Linked DNA regions of Mus musculus: region 2 is linked to region 1. Evidence: chromatin contacts called from public HiCAR-type data. All regions are on one chromosome and are shown on one strand. The core of a region is the stretch at or near the end of the contact, and the rest is flanking DNA. Distances in the headings are between cores, read along the strand shown.

Region 1 (2,832 bases), core at 177-2,676:
GGATTTAAAAGTTTTACCTAGGTCATAATAGTTTTCTATAAGAAGATTGAGACTTGGTTTTCTAATAAAAATTTTAGGGCACTGGAGTTTTGTTTTGAACCCATCTGACATAATTACCTCCCTAGGACGAAGGAAAAAAAAAAAAAAGCACCGTGCAATGGATACATTAAATAGCGTACTGTATAGACTTGCACCAAGAACAATTCGGGAAAATGTGTAACTTTTAACAGACTGAATCCTACTGAGCAGAACTAAAATAGTTAAGACTAAGTAAGAGTAAGTGCGAAGATCTCCGATTTTGAATTTTTTTTAATGTAACTTGGATTATTAAAGACGAGGTAATAGTCCTCCGATGTATCTTGACAAAAACCAGCTAAAAGACTAACGAAGAAAGTTAAAATGAAAAAGAAGCCGTTATTTCACTATAAAAAAAAGAAACACCCAGACAAAAAGCTTTCTCTTTAGCTCCACAAGAAAAGAATATTTCAAGGCTTTTCTTTTTTAGTGACAAAACTCTGTATGAAAGACCAAACAATCCCAAGCATCCTCAAACGGGCAGTCTTTTGTGTTTGCAGCATTAAGGCAGAGAGCATGCAGGGAGCCCTCACTCAGACCTTTCCTGCCCGTTCCTTGCCTACATGCCTACAGCTTCTCCAAAATCCCAAAGAAAACAGAAAAGTCAGGAAGGCAGGATGTGTATGAGCAAGGCTACCGCAGAAGCTGATCAAAAGGCACACATCTGGTTAGGTTTTTCCAAATATGTCGCACGCTCTAAAGCAGGTAGTGCTTCTCTCTCTGCAGAGAACCTGACCTCTCAACACTGCCCAATCATGTTCCTCACCCAAAAGCCTTCTGTAGCCCGTCTCTGCTGAGCTCTGTGCCCGCTTCGTCCACAGCAGCTCCCGGAAGCCGAGAGCCAGGGGCAGGCCTCCTGCTTTAGGCCTACCCGGCCTGCACGAGCCTCCCACTCCCCTCAGATTGTCCACCCGCCCGTAGCCACTGCGGCCCTCACCTTGCCTACGAGACCGGCCTTACCTCTCCCAGTCAAGCCTGCCTAAATCGGGCAAAGCCGGCCGCCGCCGACGGTGAGGACCGAAGGATGTTCACCACCTTCTCAGTCCCGCTGCTCCTACTGCAGCCCACCGCGCACAGCAACTCCCAGCATGCACGGCGACCGGCCGGCTTTGGCGGCCCCGCCCCCGCTCCGCCCCACCACGTGACCTGCTTTCAGGTCGGTCCCCGCCTACTTCCGTCCCTCCGCTCTCCCAGAGGAGGGAGGAGGCAGCTGGGGCTGCTCTAGAGTAGCAACTTCCTCCCTCTTCCCGCCCCCGCCCGGCTACCCCCTGCTTACAATGGCTTCCGGGTCGCCAGCGCCTTGGAGCCTTCTGGGAAAACCATCTCATTTCCTCCCCTCCCCCTCCTCCTTGCCTTCCACCAACCAGCCTCCCGTCAGAACGGGACATGCGCAGTGAGTGCCTCCCGTCTCGTCTCCCCGAGCCCCCCCTCCCCCCCAAGCAGAGAGACCCCAGCAGCAGCAGCAGCTGATGATGAAGAGAGAGGCAGTGGCAGAGGGGGGGCACCTTTTATTTCTATTTTTAAAGGGACAGGACACTAATTTTACCCCACTTCAACCTTGAATTGAGGGGGGTGGGGGGAAGGCGGCCGAGTTCCTCCCCCACCCTCCAGCTCTGAGCCCCGAGTGGGGGAATTGAGCCTGAGAGAGGAGAGGAGTTTCTTCTTCTTAGAAAAACCCCCATCCACGACTCCTACCCGCTCAGCCCTCCACACGCCTGCTTCCAGAGCCCCCTCCACCCTCCTTCTCTGTGGCCGGGAGAGAAGGAGAGAAAGAGACCAAAAGCCTCTTAGCAACACAGACCCTTGGCTGCTGCTGCTGCTACTGCTGCTGCTGCTGCTGCTGTTGCTGTTGCTGCTGCTTGGCCCTGGCTGAAGACATCTCCCTACACCGGGAGCAGCCACTTCCCCAGCTCTCCTCCTCCTCCTTCGCCTCCTCCTCCTCCACTCCCCCCCTTTATTACCCTTTGTGTCATCCTCCACAGCTCCAGGGAAGGCACTCAAAAGTGGGGGGCAGGAAAGGTAAGTGTGTCTGTGGGGGCTCCATTGCCTTCCTCTGGCTCTGACTTTCACTCCGGGGCAGCAGTAGCACCAAACCTCATACGCAGTGGAGCTCCGGGGTGAGGAGGGGGTGGTGCTGGGGGGGGGGGGAGTGAAGGAGGGGCGGGAGTGAGGAGGGGTGTGTGAGGTGGGGTGTCCACCCTGTCAGGGAAGGAAGGACACTTTTATTTTTATTTGCTGTTGTCAAAAGTGCTTTCTCCAGCTAACATCTGATTGTGTCTTGCTTCACTGGGGGAGAATACAAAAACAACCCCCTCCTTCCTCCAATGAGGCGCCAGGGAAAGAGACAGAAAAGAGGCATACTTTCTGGATGTCACTTAAAAAATTACGTTTGGAGAGATTTTTTTTTCCTCTTTCCTCAGGAAAAGCTGCCTGCATTTGTTTCTGAGTGGGAAAATGTCGGGATCTGAATTGTGTTGGAACTGCTTTAACCAGTTGTAGACCTGAGTGTTTCTCTCTCTTTGCTTGTCTGTGGCTTGGATATTGACTTTAGTGTTGAAAGACTTGACTGGTTTTACGTTAGGTGTTTAGCTTCTCCATTTTTCATTTTGTCTGAATGGCATAGCGAATTTCAAATTTTACTTCATAAGGCCTTTGGTTGGATTTTACACTTGTCTCTCTCTCTCTCTCTTTTTTTTTTTTTGTAAAAAATATTTGCTTCATGTTTGACTATATATTTAAAGCTTAAAATGCTTAAAG
Region 2 (2,705 bases), core at 69-2,568, 3.0 Mb after region 1:
TTGGTAAGTGGCTCATGAACTACAGACCTTCCAGCCATTCATCAATATCAAAGACAAATATCCATTTAAGCTCAGGAGAGCTCCACACCTCATCAGCACTAATGCGTTTCTTAATTCAAGTGTCTACGCACACGTTATCTTTAGAATCACCTTGTTCTGCAAGACCTCACTTCATTCCGTGGTCTCGTCAACGTCCTGCACATCCTTTCTTCACTAACTCACTTAAGTCTGAGGACATGTGGCTACATGCCTTCTCCTGAGACCCGTTATAAGCAGAGAATGACCTGTCTTCCTCTGTGCACAGTGAAGAAGAAAAACAATCCACTCAAAGACTATGAAATACGGGAATTTCAGCAGAGGTGTGGTGCCATTTTACAGTTTCCATGCTCTGCTTTAAGAAGCTCTGGCCTTGATGTCAGAAAGGAAGGAAGGAAGGAGAAAAAGAGGGAGAGAGAGGGAGACAGACAGACAGACTGACAGTGGTGTAAAGTAACACTTTCTTCTTAAGTGTGGCACTAAGAAGAAATATTTCATTTGCTGTTTTGTTTTCTATTTGTTTTCTCAATAGTTTATTTTCATGCACTATACCTTGACTCTCACCAAGTAAAACACACACACACACACACACACACACACACACACACACACACACACACACACACACACACAAAATCAGGTAAAATATATATAGAAACTCACGCACTCACTGTAACAGCTCCAAAACACAGTCATCTAGGCAAAACCCCGGGTCCCTGGTCAAAGGCCTAGCTCTGACGGAGAGAGGGACAGCAAGCCAGTGCCTTCAGCTCAGACACTTCTTACTGGCTCCTTCCAGTAGTTAGCCTCCATTTCTGGGTCACTGTCCTCGCCCCCACTCCTAACCGCAGTCCCGCCCAAACCACCTTCCGGACAAAACCCGTGAGTCCCTGCCTATTGAGCAGGGGCGGGTGAGAAAAGAGGCCGTATCCCCACGCGTGGGAGCCAGACCTGCTGCGCCCGTGACGGCCACTTCGGGGCGCGCGACCGCGCAGGACACGTGCTCCGGGACCCTCGGCGCGCCTTCCTGCACTGCAACCCGGGGAAAAGCGACTTGCCAGGCCTCGGAGATGTTCGAGCAGCGGGAGCGCTAAACTGGAGGTGAACGGGTTCCGCTTTCGCTTTCCAGTTCCGTTTCCTTGGAGACTCAGTTTGGAAGGGCGGAGCCCGGCTGGGTCGGTCCCTTGGCGCCTTTGAGGTACCTGTGCAAGATGCCCCAGGGGCATCTGGGCTTCTCTCCAAACTCATTCCTAGGCTTTGCCCCGTCTCTCCAGCGCATTCTCAAACCCGATCCCCGACACTTCCTTCCCGCCAGCAGGGTCCGCCCAGGCTCATCACCGGTGGAACGCAGAGCACATGAAGAAGGTACCCTGCTGCCCACAAAACTCAATCACTTGGCCGAATGGCCCTGGAGCCTGGGACACAAGAAATCTAGCCCAGTAAAATCAAAGAAATATAAAGGCAAAAGCAGAGCACGAACTCCCTTGTAAAGAAATAGAAACTGAAATTGGGAGATACCAATTTTCAACCGGTGTGCTCAAATTAGCAGATCCCACAAACCAGTTTAGATGCAAACATTTCTAAAGATTTGGACATCTCTCAGGGACTCAGAATACAGCTCCCCACATAAGCACTTTAGCTTGCCCTATTCCTGAAGCCAAGTCCCTCTGACCCCTTCCTGACTCTCTCCTGCATTTTTGTTGACCCTAAGCCAGTCACAGAAAACAGGATTCTTCTTCCCCAACGTTGGGTCATATAAAATAGACACCTCTCGTCCCAAACAAGCTATGAAACATACTCCCCTCTCTCTGAGGGAAGTCCCATTCCCGCATTAAGGAATGCTGCACAGAGCAAAGATGAATCCAGACAGGCTGGGATGGCTAATCTTGACTGTCAACTTGATTAATTTGGGAAGAGGACCTTCAACTGAGAAACTACCTCTGTACTGTAGGCATGTCTGTGGCATTTTCTGTCCTTTTTTCATTTTTTGGTTTTTCGAGATAGGATTTCTCTGTGTAACTCTGGCTGTCCTGGAACTTGCTCTGTATACCAGGTTAGCCTCGAACACAGGGATATCTGCCTGCCTTGGCTAGAATTAAAGGGGTGTACTGCCGCTATTGGAGTGTGGCATTTTCTTGATTGCTAATTTATGCAGAAGAGGTGAGCCTCCTGTGGGCGGTACCATCCTTAGGCAGGTGAAAGTGAGCAGACAGGAAGTGGTCAGCAGCAGTTCCGCCAGGCTCCTGCTTCAGGTTCCTGGCTTGCGCTGCTGTAACCTATAAACCAAAATAGACCTTGACCTTCCCAGGGTGCTTTGGGTCATGGAGTTTATCCAGCAATAGAGAGCAAACCAGAACAAGAAAGCGAACTTCTGTCCAGTCACAGTTCCCAAAGCTGTCCAATCTTTATCTACCTTGAGCATAAAAACTGTATTTTTCGGGCCTCTGGCTGTTTCTCTCGGATGACCTCTGTGTCACATTCAATGGTGATAAGCTATTAATAAAATTAGTATGCTGTTCTGATGCTCTTCTTCTTTTCAGTAGGATTGGTAGCCGTGACCTTTACCGTGACTAAGGTAAAGGTCTTCCTGTTCTAGCATTATCAAAATACAAAGACATGCAAGCGTGTAAATGTGCAATTATCCTCAAACTTAGCAGCTCTACTCTTGG

The links. HiCAR-type assays count read pairs that join an accessible place to other places.
Region 2: a HiCAR-type map of astrocytes shows a contact between it and region 1, with 4 times the contacts expected there. The contact joins the promoter of Rbm43 here to the promoter of Mbd5 in region 1. A contact is called at or near these places in 2 of 39 promoter capture datasets (the C10 cell line and pre-B cells), 1 of 115 datasets of contacts at active chromatin or transcription factors (astrocytes) and 1 of 9 other capture datasets (liver).

The regions. Positions count from the first base shown.
Region 1 is chr2:48,948,082-48,950,913 of GRCm38.p6, forward strand. Mbd5 (methyl-CpG binding domain protein 5) reads left to right here and starts at 1,427. Exons shown (of 17, transcript NM_029924.2): 1 at 1,427-1,468. Orc4 (origin recognition complex, subunit 4) reads right to left here and starts at 1,186. Exons shown (of 14, transcript NM_011958.4): 1 at 1,036-1,186.
Region 2 is chr2:51,933,845-51,936,549 of GRCm38.p6, forward strand. Rbm43 (RNA binding motif protein 43) reads right to left here and starts at 1,319. Exons shown (of 5, transcript NM_001141981.2): 1 at 988-1,319.